Linked DNA regions of Mus musculus: all the other regions are linked to region 4. A link is a contact called in public HiCAR-type, HiChIP or PLAC-seq and promoter capture Hi-C data. All regions are on one chromosome and are shown on one strand. The core of a region is the stretch at or near the end of the contact, and the rest is flanking DNA. Distances in the headings are between cores, read along the strand shown.

Region 1 (2,700 bases), core at 35-2,534, 2.8 Mb before region 4:
TAAGGTCAAAATTGCACCAATGTCCTTCCCCAGGCTCACCACATACTTCCTCCTCTTCCACTGTTCCTTTTTTTTTTCTGTTTAGGCCCCTTGGGTATTATGCATATTTATTTGATGTGCCCATCCCCCACTGAGTATCCCTTGCAAGTCTTGACAGTCAGACAACAGCTCTTCCCTGCACTAGAAGGATTTATGTGAGGTGTATGTTTGTGGGAGGTGAAAGGTCCCAGAGACTCAGTACTGTATTTATGTATCTAGTGTAAATTGTAATTATTACATGCTATTGTGTATTTGCACGTGCGCCAGTGCACTGTGAGGTCTAAGGACAACTTATGGGAACGGATTCTCTCCCCCTTTTGGGAACTGAGCTCCTTGGATGAGGCTTGTAAGCAGACACTAAGCCATCATGCCTGCCTCTAGTGTTTGCTTCTTTTTTAAGACACGGTCTCTTGTAGCCAAAGGGGCCTTGAACCTAATGCTTTCAACCTCCTAAATGTTCTGAAGACAAGCATATACCACCATGCCATGGTGTCTGCCTCTGTGTGTGTGTGTGTGTCTCCTTCCCTCCCTCCCTCCCTCCCTCCCTCCCTCCCTCCCTCCCTCCCTCCCTCCCTCCCTCCCTCCCTCCCTCCCTCCCTCCCATCTCTCTCTCTCTCTCTCTCTCTCTCTCTCTCCCTCTCTCTCTCTTTCTCTCTCTGTGTCTATCTCTCTCCCTCTGTGTGTGTGTGTGTGTGTGTGTGTGTGTGTGTGTGTATTAAGGGGGCTACGATGCTCCAGGCTGGCCTCAACTCCCTTCTAGGCAGGCCCCAAACTTCATCCTTCTTGTCTTAGCTTCCAAGGTAGCTTAAACAAAGATTTCACAGAGCGTTCCCTGGGTGAGCACTGTGACCCCAGACTCCCCATGCATCGGTCCAGGTTTCCAGGGGCTTGAGGCTGGGGAGATACCGGGAAAGCCTCGTCACCCGTGTTCCCCGCGGAGTCCCAGGTGCCACCCCCTCCCCCGCCCCCCGCGCGCGCTAACTATGCTGTTGTGCCTGGTTTGTTGACGCCGTCGCCATAGGGACGGTCGGGGGCGGGGCCCGGCCGCGGGGGCGGGGCTTGAGGAGCGCAGTCCGGGCTCCCGCAGTAGCCGCCACAGCCACCACCGCCAGGCTTATATACCGCGGCTAAATTTAGGCTGAGCCCGGAGCTCGTCCCCATCCGGGACGCGTTTCCGTCGACGCCTCCTAGCCCGGCCCTCTGTGCCTGCCGCGCCTATAAGGCCTGGGTGGGCCGGGCCACAGCACACACAGTCCCTGCCATGGCGCTCAGCGAGCCTATCTTGCCGTCCTTTGCCACTTTCGCCAGCCCGTGCGAGCGCGGCCTCCAGGAGGTGAGGGCAGCGAGGGTCCGCGGGCGGCGGGGTAGCAAGGTACCAGGCTACAGGGTGCAGGAGCCAGTACTGGAGATGACAAGGTCCAGGGTGCTGACCGCCTCAGGGAGTTAGACTTCAGGCTGTGGGACAGGAGGTGGGTGCAGGGACTGAGGACACGCGCGCTGAAGGGATGCCGTGCACCGGGTGCAGATCTTGAGGGCCTAGTTGTTAGACTTTGGGGTGCAGGGTAGCAGGAGGCACCCCCACTCACGTCCCGCGCCCTGTCTCCTGCAGCGCTGGCCGCGAAATGAACCCGAGGCGGGCGGCACGGATGAGGACCTAAACAACGTGTTGGACTTCATCCTCTCCATGGGATTGGACGGTCTGGGCGCCGAAAATCCTCCCGAGCCCCCGCCGCAGCCCCCGCCGCCTGCCTTCTACTACCCGGAGCCGGGTGCTCCGCCGCCCTACAGCATCCCCGCGGCCAGCCTGGGAACAGAGCTGCTGCGCCCCGACCTGGACCCGCCTCAGGGGCCGGCTCTGCACGGCCGCTTCCTCCTCGCGCCTCCCGGGCGGCTAGTGAAGGCCGAGCCCCCCGAGGTGGACGGCGGCGGCTACGGCTGCGCTCCGGGCCTGGCCCACGGACCGCGCGGGCTGAAGCTCGAGGGCGCCCCAGGAGCGACAGGTGCATGCATGCGGGGTCCCGCCGGCCGCCCCCCGCCGCCCCCGGACACGCCGCCGCTCAGCCCCGACGGCCCCCTGCGCATCCCGGCGTCCGGTCCCCGCAACCCGTTCCCGCCGCCCTTCGGTCCCGGCCCCAGCTTCGGCGGTCCCGGCCCCGCGTTGCACTACGGGCCTCCCGCGCCTGGCGCCTTCGGTCTTTTCGAGGACGCGGCGGCAGCGGCGGCGGCGCTGGGCTTGGCTCCACCTGCCACGCGCGGTCTCCTCACGCCGCCCTCGTCCCCGCTGGAGCTGCTGGAGGCCAAGCCCAAACGCGGCCGCCGCTCCTGGCCCCGCAAGCGCGCCGCCACACATACTTGCAGCTACACCAACTGCGGCAAGACCTACACCAAGAGCTCGCACCTAAAGGCGCATCTGCGTACACACACAGGTGGGCGCCTGGCCTCATTCCCGGGATCTGCGGCAGGGGGATGGCCGCGAGTTCAGGAACAGGCTAGGTTACAGAGGAAGACCCTGTCCATCCTCCAGAAGGGAAATGGATACTGTCCCCAGAGTCTATGACACTGCCAAGGGGGTGTGGCAGTTTAATGGGTTGGCTCCGAGGGACTCAGGTCTCAAGAATTCGGGACATAATTAAGAAGCTGTGGAGGGCTGGGCTGGGGCTT
Region 2 (2,700 bases), core at 73-2,572, 2.4 Mb before region 4:
GAGGAGTCAGTGCTTTTAACTGCAGAGCCATCTCTCCAGCCGTGGTTAGTATTGTTACATACATATGTGTGTGACCAGATCACATATATGACTACAACATGCTGAGCCTGTTTCTATTGTTTGTGTGTGGATGGTTTCAGAGTTGATCACACTGCATTGGACAAGCAGTGAGGGTCCTTATCCCTGGGAGAGGCTAGCTTTCCCTCTTGTAGCTGTCTTTAGTTGCCTGTAGTTCTTTGTCTAGGAGAGGGGCGAGTTTTCTCACTTCCAGATGAACATGTCTATTGACCTTGACCTTGTTCTTGTCTTGTTTATGGAGCCATTTCTTGGGAGACCGTTTCACAGCAGACTTTCTGCTATTCTGGCTCTTCTGTTCTAATCTTCCTCTTGCCTCTTTGTAGATGTTCCCCGAGTCACAGATGCAAGAGCTGTGACTGGATGTATCTACTGGGGCTGGTTCCCACCACCTCCTGATCTCTGAATTGTCCAGCCAGTGGTGGCTTGCTGTGATGGGCTCTATTTGCTGTAAAGAGGCTTAGTGATGAGGGGTGGTAGCTGCACTTATCTGTGGGTCTAAGGTAGAACGAAGTCAGAGACTATGCTAATTTAGCAAAGTGGTGGTAGTAGATTCTTTTCTAAGATCCCTGACCTTACTAACTCTGAGAACCTGGCTAGGTTTCCAGTACCAGTTTAATCTCCTTCCTGTTGAGTGGGTCTTAAGTCAAATTAGACAGCTGTATTTTCTTAGTGATTGATGTGGGAGGTCCCAGCTCACTATGGGTGGTGCCCCTGGGCAGGTGATCCTTGGATGTCTAAGGAAGCAGGCTGAGCAAGACATGGGGAACAAGCCAGTACGCAGCACCCTCTATGGCCTCTGCTTCAGTTCCTGCCTTGAGTTCCCTCACTGATGGATTGGAGGTACATCCAAGGTAGCTCAGTACAGAACACAGGTAGTCAGGAAGAGCAACAATCGCTTTTAACCTCTGACCTGAATCCAGCGCTGAAGCACATTTCCTGTGACCCCGGGATGGCATGACAGTCAGCAGCAGATGTGGACCAGACTGCATCATGCACCACCCCCACTGACAGCTTGGCTGCTGTGAACTGTCAAGCCTGGCACACAACAGTTAACCGCCGGGTCTGGCCGGGTGCCCAGCCTGGGCTGCAACACAGCCAGTTCCTTTCTTTTATCCCACTTGCTGGGAGAACTCAGCTGGGTGAATAGAAAGTACCTAAGACAAAAGTTACCAAGAGAGGCAGAGCCTTGTTTCCGCTGTGGCTCTGGGCCCAGGAACTTCCTTCTTTCACCCGCTTCTCCTAGAGACTTCCAAATGACGCCCTCCATGGCAGCAAGAGGGAAGCGGGCATCTTGGAGAGAGCCTGGAGTAGACGCTGCAAAAGGGCCCTTGAAGATGCCTCATTCTTGCTGAGGTGTTTGCAGTTAACATACAGGAGCCAAAATGATGGGCAGCTGCCCAAGCACTCACTGAGCTCAAGATTTGTCAGTGAGCCCCTACTGTGTGCTGGGCATGCTGACGCATGGTTTTAGGATTTATGCACCTGTGGGTCCCACACTTCCCAGGGAGCAGACACTGAACATGGAGAGCCTTGGGAGCTGAGGGTGAGTATGGCACAGAATACGGGGTGGGCCCCACGGGGAGTGGTTGAAAGGACACATCGAATCAAGGACCTTCAGAAGAGGTAGCATTTACACTGAAATGAGAATGGGAAAGATTTAGTTTAGCATGTGCAAAGGACCGAGATAAAGTACAGACAGCCCCCCCTCCACCTTCCCTTCTTCCGCCTCTTCCTCCTCTTCCTCCTTTTTCTTCTCCTCCCCCTCCTCACATCTTCTGCCTTTTTTTGAGGCAGGATCTCCTATAATCCAGGCTGGTCTCCATTTGCTCTGCTGACCCAGGCTAGTGTGCAACAACAGCTTCTCAGGCATACATAGCCTGAATGGTGCCCCATCCCTACCTACTTGGTGTCTATGGGGTTGTCTCATGAAATCCATACTGGCCTTGAACTCACCACGTATATAAATAAGGATGACTTTGAACTCCTGATCCTCCTGCCTCCACCTTCTGATTCCCATGCTAGGCAAGCACCCCATGTGTTTACAGGTGTGTGCCACTGTGTCCAGTTTAGGCCAGGGGACCTTTACCAAGGGGATCCTATCCCCAGGGAGACATTGACATCTGAAGAGATTTTTGGTTGTGGACTTTGGTGGCAATGGGAGGTGGTGATTTCTATCTTTAGTGGTTACAGCTAGGGGCCAATAGGTCAGGTTACACTCTCCCCCTCACCCCTTCTCACAGAGTGGTTCAGTGTCATGAAGAAATTGAGTAAGCCAAGGTCAGAGGGCATAACAACCCGGGATTTTGGGGTGAAGATCAAGACCAAAATGTTTTGAGCCTCCTCTAAATATGAATTTGGAAGTGATTGTCAAAGGTGCCTGTCCACATGCTGAATATGATGCAGTCTTGCATGTATGAGTGTGACACAGCCTGTGTGTGGACAGCACCATATTGGTCCAGGGACCAGCTCAACTCATGAGGCTTGGCTGCAAGCTCCTTTGCCTTTTGATCCATCTTGCTAGCCCTGTAGTTTTGTTTTGTTCTGTTCTGCTTTTTAACCTTTGACTTTATTTTTAGTTTTTGTAAACTAAACTTTAAACTAATAAAACTTTATTTTAGTTTT
Region 3 (2,700 bases), core at 186-2,685, 2.5 Mb before region 4:
GCCACTTCCTGGTCTCCCAGCAAACACCTCATATCTGAATGCCTGTGCATCTTCCCATGGCCCTGCTCCTAACAGCAACAAGGATACCCGCCCCCTACACTGCCAACAAACCTTTGGGAAAAATACAAGAACAGGTGAAATTAGTCTATGCTCACACAGGAAGAAAAAGATGTCCCTCTGCTCACAGGACTCTTAGCAGAGGAAAGTGTGACATAAAGTAACCCCTTACAATTAAATCTTGACAGGCTAGGGCCCAAAGCACCTCAGGAGGGGCAAGAGAGAGATGGAAAGAGGACCGGAAGGTAGGAATAAGAGAACAATCAACTATGACGGGCAGTAACTCAGTACCAAAATCCCATGCTTTAGCTTCTGGTCAGATGCGCAATGGAGCATTTAGGCCAAGAAAGATGACAGGAAGGATCCCACTCTCTGCAGGGTCGTCTTTTCTAGAAAGACCCCAGGAAAGGTTTGTCCACTATCAGAAAAAAGAGGAGACTCTCCAGGCATCACAGGTAGACAGACTGGGGGCAGAACGGGCCTAGGGTTCCCTCCTAGCCAAGAAGGAGGTTCAGCCAGGAGACCGAAGGGGAGTAAAGGCCAAGACTCCGGAGACGCGGGCTACTCTAGTCATCGCGGAGACACTAGTTGCTTCCCACCTTGCCCCCGGCAGGGAGACCTTCCCGGGGGGTTCTCAGTTCCCAGGGTTGAGGTGAGGCAAGGAGGCACGGTGGGGACCACCAAGGGCGGTCGGGCTGGGACAACGGAGAAGAACTAGCTCTGATCAAAGCTCCAAACGCTCCCTCAGTCCAGGCCGCGTGAAGCCTCGGCCTCAGGTACCCTCAGCTGCCGGGCAATCCGCCTTGCCTGCGGTCCCCGGACCCAGGAGAAAGAGAGACCGAGATGGCAGTGGCTGTGGCGGGCAGATCACCGCCTGGAGAGAGCCCCTAGCCGGGGGCGCGTCGGAGGGGGAGGGTCTCGACACATGCGGCCTCGGTCCCCGATCGCGAGGCAGTCACTTACGTTGCTCTGGGAGTCGATGGCCTGTAGCAGCCGGTCCCTCATCTGCTGCGGAGACGCCGGAGCCGCTGTCATTGCCTGGGCGAAGCGGGGGGGAGCGGCCGGGCCGGCGGGCGGGCAGGCTGAGGAGGGGGAACGCGGGTCAGTCACTCGCCGGCCTCCGGGAACGGAGCCGCATGTTCCCCGCGGCGCCGGAGGAGGTCAAGGCGCTCGGGGAGATGGCGAGGACGGAGGGAAGCGGAGGGGACCGGAGCTCAGGCCCCGGACCACCGCCGCCACCGCCGAGCGAGGAGGAGGAGCCGACGGAGGAGCCTCCGCCACCACCGCCGCCGCCGCCTCGAGAACCAAACTCCAGTGAGCTGCCCCCCGCGCTGAGCACTCTGGGTAACCCGCGCCGCACGCAGCGTCGGCGCCACGCTGAGGAGGTTGGGAGATGGGGCGGGTGGAGACGCCGGGTTTGGGAGGGTCCGGCTCGTGAGCCCCTCCTATTGATTGTGCGCACGCGCGCGCAGGCGCAATTAGCAGGTCCTGCCGCCTGGTTCCGAGGTCCGACACAGAGGGCCGTTGGGAGGCAGTTGGGCGTGGCAACGGACGCTATCTGAAGGCCACGCCCACTCGGGACTGGAGGGATGGGCTTCCTAACGGAAGCGCACCCTTCAAGTCCTGGAACACCGACTCTATCTTCTGACTGCTTTGGGGTTGCGGAATGGAAAGACCCTCCCCCGGATGAGGGCCTCCTGCGTTTAGAAACCAGAGGATTGGAGCGGCCATAGGTAATCTGAGGAAGGCAGCGGTTCCCTGCGTTTAGACTCGTGCCTCGAGGAGCTCGGAGGAGCTCCGCACAGCCTTCTCCGCTGCAGAGGCCCCAGGCGCGGGTCTGCAGGGCAGTGCGTGTCCCCATGTGACCCGCGTGCTGCGGGGACCTAAGGTCACGTCTGGGAGCTGCCACCTCTGCAGAGGACGCAAGTCTGCAAGGCCTGCGCGACGCTGACACCTCGGGTCTGCATCCGTGCGGGGCTGGAACTCAAGAGGAAGCACCGCTTTTGTCGCCTTCCTAGAGGCGGGGGGGGGGCGGGGGGGGCTGGAGGTGGCCAGCCTGTGTCTGAACAGCAGGATGCGGAACCGTCGCCCAGCATCTTCCCCTTGGCGTTCCGAGGGGACGGAGCGACCCCGCCTTTGCATCTCAGGTGATGGAAAACAGGAACGCCTCACGGGGGAGGAAGGGAAGCACCAAGGTCACCTGGAGTTTTAAGTCAAACCAAGAAACGAAGGAAGTCAAGTATAAAGGCTGCGGTCCTCCGTCCTTCGGTGACCCCTACAACTGGACAGATGGAGGGCGGGCTCCGAGTTTAGTGCACTATACGAAAGTGGCCTCGGGAGAAATAACTTCGTGTAGTGTTGTAACCTTAAAAATCCAGACATGAAACGGAAGGGAAACAGGTAATGAAAACCACATGTACTTCTGAGAGCTGCTCAACACCTGTTAATTTTAAATTTGTCATACTTCGGGGGGGGGGTACTGGGGGAGGTGAGGAACCAGGCATTTAATTCCAACGCTTGGGAGGCAGGAGGCTCACTGGAGTTCCAGGCCAGCTTGGTCTGCACAGTGAGTTCCAGATTAGCAAGGACTACGTAAGTAAGACCCTGCCCTTTTCTCCCACCCACCCAGAAAATAAATTTATC
Region 4 (2,700 bases), core at 117-2,616:
AGGCTGGAGAGATGGCCTGTGGTTGACAGTACTTTCTGCTCTTACAGAGGACTTGAATTCAGTTGTGAGCATGGGCAGCTCACTACCACCTTAATTCCCAGTTCTAGGGGATCCAATGCCCTTTTCTGGCCTTCTCAGGCACCTATATGCACCCAGCATGAATGCATGCATACATATACATGGGCCTATACACACACATAAAATAAATAATATTCTTTTCATTGTTGTCTTCTCCAGACAGGGTTTCTCTGTGTAACCTCTGCTGTCCTGGAACTCACTCTGTAGACCACACTGGTTCCAAACTCACAGAGATCTGCCAGCCTCTGCCTCCTAGGTGCTAGAATTAAAGGAATGTGCCATCACTACCCAGAAAATAGTAAATACTTTTTAAAGAAATATTTTAAGAAGTAAATACTTTTAACAACAACAAAAGAGGACATACAAAACTATGGAGGCTTTGAAGAACCACCCAGTATGTCTGTGTCATGTCTGTTCTGTACTGAAGAGTCCAGCTCATCAGGAATTCAGAAGGTGAATTCCAAGCCTTACCCTGCTAAGCAGCAGTGGGTATCTGTGGTGATAGATGTGTCAGAGCTATGTGTCCTGACTTCACAGTCTTCTGTACCTGGGCATCAGGAAGTCATGGTGTGGACCAGGTTCTAGGAGAGCGCCGAGAAGGCAGCCAAACACTCGGGTGCTGCACTCCATGAGACCCTGGGCAGAACACTTCAACCTCCAGCTCAGATTCCCCACCTGTAAAACTGGAGCCATCTATGTCCCCACCATGATATATAGGGATAAACCATGGAAAAGTTAATCAAGGCAAGTGTCAGCAAACCAAGCAGAACTGTGAACATAAAGGATTGAAAAAACCAGCTATCCTAAGAGTTCCGGGAAGGTAGACTCAGGTAGTGTGGGTCAATCCCTGGGTTTGCCCACCAGCATCTCACATTTAGGATCGTCTTATAGTTCTGAAACCTTCAAGATTCCTGAAGGGCTACTCCCGTCTTCCTGTCACTGAGTAGAGTAGAGGGTTCTGGAAAGGACCCAAATTCTGCCAAGAGGCAACTCATTCAGATCTCTTCTCTTCTCTTCTCTTCTCTTCTCTTCTCTTCTCTTCTCTTCTCTTCTCTTCTCTTCTCTTCTCTTCTCTTCTCTTCTCTTCTCTTCTCTTCTCTTCTCTTCTCTTTTTTTTCTCTCTCTCTCCCTTTTTTTTGTAACAGACTTGCCAGAGTCATATGATTTATCCCCTTACAGGCAGGGCCCGCCTCCGGGCTGGATGTTGCAACAGCAGCGAGAACGCCGGCTCAGCTGGGCGGCCACCACGTGACCCGCGTACTTAAAGGGCTGGCGCGGGCAGCTGCTCGCTCACGGTCTCCAGTCGCCTCCAGAGTTTCCGCATACAACCAGTGAGTGGAGCCTGCCCGCGCAGAGCCGTCTCGAGCATAGCCCGGAGCCTGAATCGAGCAGAACCAGCCTGAACTAGCCCAGTCCGGTGATGGAGCGTCCACAGCCCGACAGGCAAGCGACTGTGTGGGGAAGGGAGCTGTGACCGGTGTCCCTTATCCTGCCTGGGAATGCAGGCTGCGGGGCCAGGGGACGAGTTACCGCCCAGTCTACCTGTAGCTATGGGAAGCTGGAGGGAGAAAATGTGATTCACTCCTCTGACACGCTGGAGGTGACGATTGGGAGTGTCTTGTAGTATCCAGGTTTGAGGGATGGTGAACGCACTGCTAAGTCCTGGAACCCGTACTCACTATTCTTGGGGTTGGGGGTTGGGGAGCTTGTCTTTTGCTGGCGCGGAGTGGTCACTTATCAATTTCCAACCTCAGACGATTTGTAAGATGCAGGGAGGCCAGTAGCAGAACTAGAGGGTGCTGAGGTTGGGGTGTTTTTTGTTTGGGGGTGTGTGGGGAGAGGAGGGGTTTTTGTGTGTTTTGTTTTGGAGACAGGGTCTATGTAGTCCTGGAACTCTGGAACTCCCTAGTAGATCAAGTTGGCCTTGAACTCCAGTTCGCTTCACTTTGCTTCCTGAGATTGAACGTGCTCCACCACCATGCTTGGCTTCTCCTCCTCCTCCTCCTCCTCCTCCTCCTCCTCCTCCTCCTCCTCCTCCTCCTTCTCCTCCTCCTCCTCCTTCTCCTCTTTGACTTTTGAGACAGAGTTCCTCTTTGTAGCCCTGGATGTCTTGGAATTCACTCTGTAGATCCGGCTGGCCTAGAACTCAGAGATCTGTCTGCTTCTGCCTCCCTAGTGCTGACATTAGAGGCATGTGCCATTCCACCCAGCTCTTTTTTTTTTTTTTTTTAATAAACCCAATCATACTTTTTTTAAAAAAAAGTTTTTTTTTAAAATATTTATGTATTTATTTATTTATTTATTTAATGTATATGAGTACACTATAGCTGTCATCAGACACAGCAGATGAAGGTGTCAGAACCCACCATGTGGTTGCTGGGAATTGAACACAGGACCTTTAGAAGAGCAGTCAGTGCTCTTGACCGCTGAGCCACCTCTCCAGCCCACCAACCTTATTTTTATATTTTTATTTAAAGTGTCTCATTACATTTTATTTATTGTGCATGTAGAGTGACACATTAAACATGTGAAGGTCAGAGGACTTGAAAGGAGTCATTTCTCAGACCACCATGTGGGTTCCAAGAAAGATTGGCTTATCAGGCATGGTGGCAAGTGCTTTTC
Region 5 (2,700 bases), core at 114-2,613, 2.5 Mb after region 4:
TGGACTCTGGGTGAGTCTAGATTCTGTAACATTGCAAACCAAAGTCTCTGTCAAGGACTGGGCTGTGTCTCTCTACCCAGCCTCAGTCTATCACCTCTAAATTATACAGGATGCAAATAACATTATACATCTTTGGTTAAATGTTTACGGGAGTAATAACATTTTTTAAGGTTTAGATAATTTCTAAATGTTTCTAGATAATGCCAATTAATTACATTAACTATGTATATATAAGTAAAATGCTTTTCTAGATTATTACATTGTATAGTTAGAGCACCCTTATGAATTAAGCCAGGAAGAGAGCTTTATTAGGTCTGTCTGAATGTCTCAAGGGAGGGATGCTAGACTGGAACGAGAAAACCCTTCCCACAAGCCAATTAGTCTTTATGTTCTACTCAGTTCCATTAGGTATAGAGGCCTGCCTCTGTATTTCCATCTCACTAAATACTGTATAGTTAAATCCTACATTGCTTAATACACAAAGCATCAAACAAGGACGATATGAATAGCTAGGAAAATACATAGGCAAAATTAAAGAGCAGGAGAAACACTTTTCATCAAGTGCAAGATATATTAAAATTGTCGTTCTGTACATATTCAAATAATTGTGATTAGTTCCTGTCTTCGAAGACCTTTCTTAGGTACATAGGTATCTGCTTACAAGAGTGGATCAGACAATAAGATACTAGAGAAAGCAAAAAGACACATAAAGGATGGACTTGGGAGAACTGGAGAATTTTAGCTTAATATCCAAAATGGTGTATCCTCCATTTCACATTGTTAACCACTGTATGCACCGCTAATCTCTTCAAAATGGGAACAAAAAATAGCTTTCGCTATAATTTCTATACATTGCTTTAAAAGTTTGGATTTATATCTTAGAGGCCACACTTGACATCAGTCTTCTTTGTTAATGTGCATGTCATCAGGAAATTCAGACTCGGCCGTACCCATCCCACTGTTCAACCTTGAAGCAGTTCTCCGTGATGGCCTTTTCCTTTTTTTTTTAGAGTGTGATCCCAAGTTCCACCTCACTGAGTTTTGTGAGAATACTTAATACTAGGAGAGTACACAGTGATTAATTTAAGGAGCTTTTATTTCGTTTTGCAGTAGTGAGTCTGGTGCGATGAGATTCAGAAGGCCTGGAGCTTCGCACAAGCAGGACTAGAGCAGGGTTTGGAATTCGCAGCCGCACTCTCCAGGAGGCAGAGAGAGGGTGGAAACCTTTGGTTGCAGTCTGCCAAAAAACCCCATTCCAGAAAATGACTTTACAGCCTAGTACTCCAAGACCATAGTGGGCCGCGGGGCGCTCCCTGGTGTGACGTCATCACAGCGCTTCGCCGCAGGATGCGCGCGCAGCCCTGTCCGCCGCTGGGAAGGCGGGGCTTCCTGCTGTGTGCACCCAGTGCCTCTGTGCGTCCAGTTGCTGCGACCGGCCCAGGGAAGCGCGCCGTGGAGACTCTTTTCCCGGACGAGGCCATCCTCCTTCGTGGGCTTCCGAGCGAGACTTATCCATGCCGAACTCGAGGCCCAGGCCCCGCCGGGGCGCCGGGGGTGGCGCAGGTGCGGCCGGCCGGGACCGGCTGGTGGCACGGTCCTTGCAGAGTGCTGAGCACTGTCTAGGTGACCAGGACTTCGGCACTGCTTATGCCCATTACCTTCTGGTGCTCAGCCTGGCGCCAGAGCTAAAAGACGACGTGAAGGTGAGGCCTTATTTTTTTCAGTGGCTAGCAAATCCTGTGATCTGAGCAGGAACAACAGGGTATGGTGTGTGTGTGTGTGTGTGTGTGTGTGTGTAACAGAGACGAGAGACAGGGAGAGACAGAGACACCGAGACATACAGAGACAGAGACGGACTCTCCAAGCATCGAATTACTATAGCCTACAGCCCATCTCAATACAGCCAGGTTTTAGTAACAAAAGTCAAAAGTTGTCACACATCTGTTTCAAAATTTCTGCCTCACTTAAGATTCCAAAGGCCTTTTAAATGGGATAGGACTGGGTAGTTCTTTTTCCCCTCCAGTATCTAATTTAAATTAGCCCTGCCTTGTAGGCGTTGCATTATCTTGTGTAGAAAGAATGCTGTGTATCCTGAGGTTGGATAAAGTGTTCAGTCATAAGGAACTTTTAATATTTGTTGATTCGTCTTACTTGCATCAGTTAACCGGTTGAACTACTGTATTTTTTTTTTTTAATGTTAGAATCTCAATTTCAAAAAGTAACTTAATTGCATATACAGTTTTAAGCTGTGGACAGTCTTGCTTTGTTTAGTCCAGAGTTTCTCAACCTGACACTGGTGACATTTTGCACCAGACAGTCCTGTGTCTTCCTTCCTGTTTCACAGCACGGTTTGTCCTCTGCCCACTAGATGTCAGTAGCATTAGGCTTTTGTAGTCCAAAGAAATTTCAGGACCTGTTGGTTTACTTGGAAATATGCTAGTATGTTGGGTCGTTTGTTCCTCTGTGTAGAAAGTAGTAGAATAGTGTGTGTTCCTCTGTGTAGACAGTAGTAGAATAGTGTGTGTTCCTCTATGCAGACAGCAGTAGAATAGTGTGTGTTCCTCTGTGTAGACAGCAGTAGAATAGTGTGTGTTCCTCTGTGTAGACAGCAGTAGAATAGTGTGTGTTCCTCTATGCAGACAGCAGTAGAATAGTGTGTGTTCCTCTATGCAGACAGCAGTAGAATAGTGTGTGTTCCTC
Region 6 (2,700 bases), core at 62-2,561, 2.6 Mb before region 4:
GCTGTGCTTCTTCACTCATTTTCCTTTTTCTTTTGTTTTTTTTTTTTTTTTTTTTTAGGCAGTCTATGTAGTCTTGCCTGTACTGGAACTTGTACAATCAGTTGGCCACAAACTCACAGAGATCGACCTGCCTTTGCCTTCTAAGTGTTGAGATTAAAGCGGTGGTCCCATCATCCCTGGCTCTAAACTTTTTATTATTTCTATTATTTTTAATCATATTTTTCTTGATGTTTAAATCTAGTTTACAAAACTAGCTCTAGAACAGTCAGGACTACACAGAGAAACCCTATCTCGAAAGCAAAAAAAAAAAAAAAAAAAAAAGGAAAAGAAAAACGTTGCAAAAACTAAAGGGAAAGCTTTTTGATCTATGCACCTGAAATGCAGAAAGCTATGGTCTCAGCCTGCAGAAAGGCTGCACAGTTTGCACAGTTCCCACCTTCCTGCAGATCCGCAATTGCCTCTGCAAAGACCACCCAGGGACCACTCCCGACCCAAAAGCCTGGATAGAGAATATATGATAGTCTCTCCTTATGACACACAGATCCAGCAGTCTATCTTGGTACAGGGCTCCGGGTAGGACAGAAGAACGGCTGCTCTGCTCTGCAGAGGAAACTTGCAACTCTAAAGAAATTGGCTGCGGCGGGGCCCGCATTGAACCCCGAGGCGGCTGAGGGCCTGAGGGGAACTCACGCTGTTGCTGCTCCAGTGCCAGCTTGCACTTGTAGTAACTGTAGAACTCGCCTCCAAACAGAAACGAGAACTTAGGGTTGTCCTTCTGCTTCTCCATCGTCATTTTCTCGAACTCGGGTCCGTTGCGAGCCACAAACTGAGCGAGCTTATCGATGACATTTCGAAGCTCCTGATCTGCAAAACAGAGGAAAAGGCGTCAGTGGGGGCAGCCTGACCCGGGGACCAGGCCGGGGTCCTCTGGGGCGGGCCACTGCAAGGCGGTGGTGTACGGGTCCTGACTAGGGCCAAGCGCGCGCCAGGAATGCGGGGAACCACGGAGAGGCCGAGGGAGGAGCGGCGAGGCCGCAGCGCGCTCCGTCACTGGCCCGGCAACGCGAGGAGGCACGGCTGGCCGGCGGGGGCACACGAGAAGAACCCAACGACCTCAGCTCAGGGACCGGCCTCACCATCTGGCGGCATCGGCATCTCCATGGCTGCAGCCACTGGCAACGTCCTCCGCCGCCTCACGATCGCTTACCAGCACCGGCCACAGAAGCCGGCCGGAAGTGGCGCGAAGGGCGACGTTTACGACGGCCTCGCGGGCCGCTTCGCGCGCCATTTACGGCTGTCGCTGGGAAACACCGGAAGTGAAGACCGGAGGAGGGCGGGAAGGGACTGCGTGAGGACTCCAGAGAAGGATGGCCTAGTGAGACGCATGCGCGTGAGCCTCTTTGCGCATGCGGCGGCCCGGCCGCTGTTCCCCGACGCGCTGGAGCGTGAGAAGCTGCGCCGGCGGTACTCTGGGTTTCTGCTGCGTTCTTGCGAACGCGTGCACTCCCAGGCCTCTGCGTCTTTCACATCCTTTTACGCCATCCAGAAGGCGGGATCGGCAGGTGATGGTTTTGGCGAATCACACCTCACTCGGCTCCTGTTCCGATATGCTCCTTCTGGGTAAGAATTTTGAGCATTGGGGCTCCACAACATCACATCAGACCGACGTGGAGCAAAGACATCTCTTCTGAAGCGACTATAGACGTTCTATGGAAGGAGAAGCGGAAGCTGCGTCAACACCCCATCCCTTCTGTTTATTTATATTATTACTTACTCCTGGTTTTTGAATATTAGGTCTCATAGAGCCCAAGCTGATCTCTAACTCCCCACACAGCCTTAGATAATCTTGCACTCCCGATCCTCCTCTTAGCTCTTAAGTACTGAGATGACAGGCGTGTGCCACCACCACACCAGGGTTACAGGATACTGGGGATGGAAGACAGGACTGGCTGCATGTTAGGCAATCACTGAGATATACCATCGACCTTTAGAAAGAAAAAAAGATTTATATTTTGCCGGGCATGGTAGCGCACGCCTTTAGTCTCAACACTTGGGAGGCAGTGGCAGACAGATCTCAAGTTCAAAACCAATTTGGTCTACAAAGAGTTTCAGGATAGCCAGGACTATACAGAGAAACCCTGTCTCGAAAACAAAGGTTTAATTATGTGTCAGGTGGGTTTGTGTACGTGACTTCAGGGCCTAAAGAAGCTGGAAGCAGGCACAGGATCTACAGCACTGGCATGATTTACTTTCTGAGTTTGTGCTGGCCACTAAGCCCTTAGTGATCCTTTGAGCCTGTTATGCCAGGGTCTCCGACTTTTCCTAATTGGATATTCTTACTGCTGGAAGCACCACACCACGATTATATGAGGAGGAAGGAGGAAGTTGAGCCTAGCAGGTATCCTGATCCCTATGCCCTTCCTGTAACTCCTGTCTTGCCTGCTGTGAAGCCCCTTTATAATGTCCTACTCTTGGAGCTGCAGAGATAGCTCAATGGTGATGTGCTTGTCATGGGAGCAGGACCACCTGAGTTCAGGTCCAAGAATTCAGTGTAAAAACCAGACAACAGCAGCACAGGCCTGCAATCCCCAAAGACTATTGTGACCTTGTAGGGACTCTGTGTGGCTCACAGTAAATAGAAGTCTGTATCTGCCCGGACTGTCTCCCTCATGCTCACCTGAGATAGTTCCAGAAGATTCT
Region 7 (2,700 bases), core at 61-2,560, 2.6 Mb before region 4:
AGAACAACTTGTGGGCATAGGTTCTCTCCTTCCACCCTGTAGGTTCTGGGGATCAAACTCAGGTTACCAAGCTTGGCCACAGGCCAATCTAGCTGGCCCCACTTTTCATTTTGATTTCCCCTCTTTTTGTTTTGTGCCAAGACCTGGCTGTATCTTAGGGTGGGCCAGAGCTCACTCTATAGCTAGGCTGGTCTTGAACTTGTGATTTTCCTGCCTCATGAAGACCCTGGAGTGCTAGGATTCTAGGTTGTGCTACAGCATGGTTCCAATTTTCATGAAGTGAGATGATCTTGGGCAACTACTGAAAAATGCCAACACAGTCATTCCTGTTGACTCCAGTTGTCATTCCAGCACTTTCTGAGCACCTCCACTGTCATTCCAATCCACACTCAAGGTGCATACTGCCTCCAACATACATAGATGTGGAAAAAGTAACCAGCACTTGGGAGGCTGAGAGTTAGAGCCATCTAGGGCTACATGAGACTGCTCAAAGACTAAACCAAAACACACTTCGGTCAATTTTTTTTTTTTTTTCTTTTTCCAAGACAGGGTTTCTGTGTAGCCCTGGCTGTCCTGTAACTCACTCTGTAGACCAGGCTGGCTTCGAACTCAGAAATCCACCTGCTTCTGCCTCCTGAGTGCTGGGATTAAAGGCGTACGCCACCACCGCCCGGCTACTCTGGTCAATCGTAAAGGAATGTAAACCCAAACAGGGTATTGCAGAGCCTGCATGTGCCTCAGTGTCCTGGCTTGAACGGTGGGTGCGTTGTCAGGGTGCCATGAGGTTTCTAACTCTACTCTATTTGCTCCCGATTCTACACTAACCTTTGTCTTTCTCTTTATGCCCATAGAACTTCCCCGATGAGACTCTGAAGTGCCCAAACTGGGAGTCATTGGTGGACTGCACCCAGCGGTTCCTCCAGCGCTCTGTGGGGAGACAGGAGGGTTAGTGGTGCAAAGCGCACGGGTCCATATCATAGATGGTGGACACAGGCCACCAGCCACCACGGCAATCGCCTTCACCTCCGTCTAGAAACTCCTCCTGGAAGTACACAGTGGCTAGTGCCACGCGCAGCACACAGATGGCCCAGAGCAATGCACGAGCCGAGACCATAGCTGCACGTGCGACTTCAACTCTCTGCTCTCAGGCGTCCGTACCGCTTGACGGGCGCAACTCAGAAACTACAACTCCCGGCATGCCTTGGGATTATGACCTGGGGACGCTAATGGGTGCGCTGAAATTACTGGTCCCGTGACGCCCGGGATTGTGACCTGAGTTGCTCATTGGTGGGTGGAGCGCGGTGGCCGACGGGAAATGTAGTCTCTAGTTGCTCTGGCGCTGTCTCCTGAGGCAACCGCACACTGGGGCCTATACTTTGAGGCTGAAGCCTAGCGGGAAGAAGCCAACGCAGCTACTCAGGTGACCTCACAGTGATCAAGTGGGTTGGCAAGGGGCTTCAGGAAAACGGGCGGCATACCCACACCAGAGGTTCCTCATCTGGAGAGCGATGGGGCATGATCCCTTAGGGCTTGCAAACAATAGCGAGGAAACTGAGTATAGGCAGTGTTATTAGCATGGAGAAGAACTCCAGGTGCTGTGTGATATGGGTCCTCTCAGTTGTGTATCCTGGTTACAGGTTCCAGAGCAGGTACAGATATAGGTACGAATCTGGACGCCTGTCCTCAAATCTCTCTGAGATTCTTTGGTTTTTTTTTTTTTTTTTTTTTTTTAGATTTATTTATTTATTATATGTAAGTACACTGTAGCTGTCTTTCAGACACTCCAGAAGAGGGCATCAGATTTCGTTATGGATGGTTGTGAGCCACCATGTGGTTGCTGGGATTTGAACTCGGGACCTTCAGAAGAGCAGTCGGCGCTCTTAACCACTGAGCCATCTCACCAGCCCCGATTCTTTGGTTTTGAGCTCACTCAACCTTACCAGTTCTTATGCCTGTCCCACACGCCCTACAGCTTATTAAAAGAAATACTTTTATCTGGGTGGTGGTGGCATACACCTTTGATCACAGCACTTGGGAGGCAGGCCTGATCTAAGGAGCTCCCAGGAAAACCAGAGCTATACAGGGAAACCTTATCTTGAAAAAAATAAAAACAAAACAAAAAGTATACTTATACAGTGAAGTACTTTTAAAGGCTGAAAACACAATCTTTATTTTCCTAGAATGGCTTCCACAAGAAGACCCTTTGGCCCTCCACGTAGTGGTTTTGACTTAAGGGATATGTTCTTAGATAGCTCGAGGATGGAAGAGATCAGAAACTTACAAGCCCGAAGTCTTGGCCAAGTGACACCTGGGCAGAGCAGAATCTTAAAGAGAAACCAAACGATGGACGAGAAATATTTGATGCCCAAAGAGGAGGCCATGGCAGGGAGGGGGGTGAGTCTGGGCTTGAGGCCTCCCACCATCTCCTCCAAGACCAGAGCCAGTGAGGCCCTTAGGAAACTGGCCCAGATTGAAACCAAGATCCTGAATCGGAAGCAGGTGCCCATGGCTTGGTCTGATGTGGAGTCTGACTCCACATCCATCGAGCAGAGTCTTCCTAAGAGGACAGGTGCAGCTTCTGTTTCTTCCCAGTACCCACACAGAACTTTCCAGAAACAAGTGAACAAAACATGTGTGTCAAAGAGCGATGGGCCGAGTGGTAACGGTAGCAGGTTTCTGAAGAAGAAGGAGCTGCCCACT

The links. Promoter capture Hi-C pulls out the DNA fragments that hold promoters and counts their contacts. HiCAR-type assays count read pairs that join an accessible place to other places. HiChIP or PLAC-seq counts read pairs in DNA pulled down with a chosen protein or histone mark.
Region 1: a contact with region 4 is called in an H3K27ac HiChIP or PLAC-seq map of embryonic stem cells, with 9 times the contacts expected there. The contact joins the promoter of Klf2 here to the promoter of Hmox1 in region 4. A contact is called at or near these places in 4 of 39 promoter capture datasets (cranial neural crest, embryonic stem cells, liver and 1 more) and 1 of 115 datasets of contacts at active chromatin or transcription factors (embryonic stem cells).
Region 2: a promoter capture Hi-C map of hippocampal neurons shows a contact between it and region 4, with 6 times the contacts expected there. The contact joins the promoter of Nwd1 here to the promoter of Hmox1 in region 4. A contact is called at or near these places in 3 of 39 promoter capture datasets (embryonic stem cells, hippocampal neurons and second pharyngeal arch cranial neural crest) and 3 of 115 datasets of contacts at active chromatin or transcription factors (astrocytes, embryonic stem cells and stem cell-derived neural progenitor cells).
Region 3: a contact with region 4 is called in a promoter capture Hi-C map of second pharyngeal arch cranial neural crest. The contact joins the promoter of Med26 here to the promoter of Hmox1 in region 4. A contact is called at or near these places in 6 of 39 promoter capture datasets (the HPC-7 cell line, cranial neural crest, embryonic stem cells and 3 more) and 2 of 115 datasets of contacts at active chromatin or transcription factors (embryonic forebrain and embryonic stem cells).
Region 5: a HiCAR-type map of astrocytes shows a contact between it and region 4, with 6 times the contacts expected there. The contact joins the promoter of Prmt9 here to the promoter of Hmox1 in region 4. A contact is called at or near these places in 1 of 39 promoter capture datasets (cranial neural crest) and 2 of 115 datasets of contacts at active chromatin or transcription factors (astrocytes and embryonic stem cells).
Region 6: a contact with region 4 is called in a promoter capture Hi-C map of liver, with 4 times the contacts expected there. The contact joins the promoter of Cherp here to the promoter of Hmox1 in region 4. A contact is called at or near these places in 7 of 39 promoter capture datasets (cranial neural crest, embryonic stem cells, frontonasal cranial neural crest and 4 more) and 3 of 115 datasets of contacts at active chromatin or transcription factors (astrocytes, embryonic forebrain and embryonic stem cells).
Region 7: a promoter capture Hi-C map of second pharyngeal arch cranial neural crest shows a contact between it and region 4. The contact joins the promoter of 1700030K09Rik here to the promoter of Hmox1 in region 4. A contact is called at or near these places in 4 of 39 promoter capture datasets (cranial neural crest, embryonic stem cells, liver and 1 more), 1 of 484 Hi-C or Micro-C datasets (B cells) and 1 of 115 datasets of contacts at active chromatin or transcription factors (embryonic stem cells).

Annotation. Positions count from the first base shown.
Region 1 is chr8:72,317,778-72,320,477 of GRCm38.p6, forward strand. It overlaps Klf2 (Kruppel-like factor 2 (lung)), which reads left to right and starts at 1,285. Exons shown (of 3, transcript NM_008452.2): 1 at 1,285-1,372; 2 at 1,649-2,465. The coding sequence starts at 1,301.
Region 2 is chr8:72,645,389-72,648,088 of GRCm38.p6, forward strand. Nwd1 (NACHT and WD repeat domain containing 1) reads left to right here and starts at 1,323. Exons shown (of 19, transcript NM_176940.5): 1 at 1,323-1,621.
Region 3 is chr8:72,546,875-72,549,574 of GRCm38.p6, forward strand. It overlaps Med26 (mediator complex subunit 26), which reads right to left and starts at 1,436. Exons shown (of 3, transcript NM_027485.4): 1 at 1,021-1,436. The coding sequence starts at 1,092.
Region 4 is chr8:75,092,252-75,094,951 of GRCm38.p6, forward strand. It overlaps Hmox1 (heme oxygenase 1), which reads left to right and starts at 1,367. Exons shown (of 5, transcript NM_010442.2): 1 at 1,367-1,521. The coding sequence starts at 1,499.
Region 5 is chr8:77,548,034-77,550,733 of GRCm38.p6, forward strand. It overlaps Prmt9 (protein arginine methyltransferase 9), which reads left to right and starts at 1,364. Exons shown (of 12, transcript NM_001081240.3): 1 at 1,364-1,703. The coding sequence starts at 1,515.
Region 6 is chr8:72,473,922-72,476,621 of GRCm38.p6, forward strand. It overlaps Cherp (calcium homeostasis endoplasmic reticulum protein), which reads right to left and starts at 1,312. Exons shown (of 18, transcript NM_138585.3): 1 at 1,137-1,312; 2 at 691-864. The coding sequence starts at 1,161.
Region 7 is chr8:72,442,570-72,445,269 of GRCm38.p6, forward strand. 1700030K09Rik (RIKEN cDNA 1700030K09 gene) reads left to right here and starts at 1,311. Exons shown (of 8, transcript NM_028170.2): 1 at 1,311-1,420; 2 at 2,181-2,700. The coding sequence starts at 2,182. Calr3 (calreticulin 3) reads right to left here and starts at 1,209. Exons shown (of 9, transcript NM_028500.3): 1 at 1,024-1,209; 2 at 826-927. The coding sequence starts at 1,114.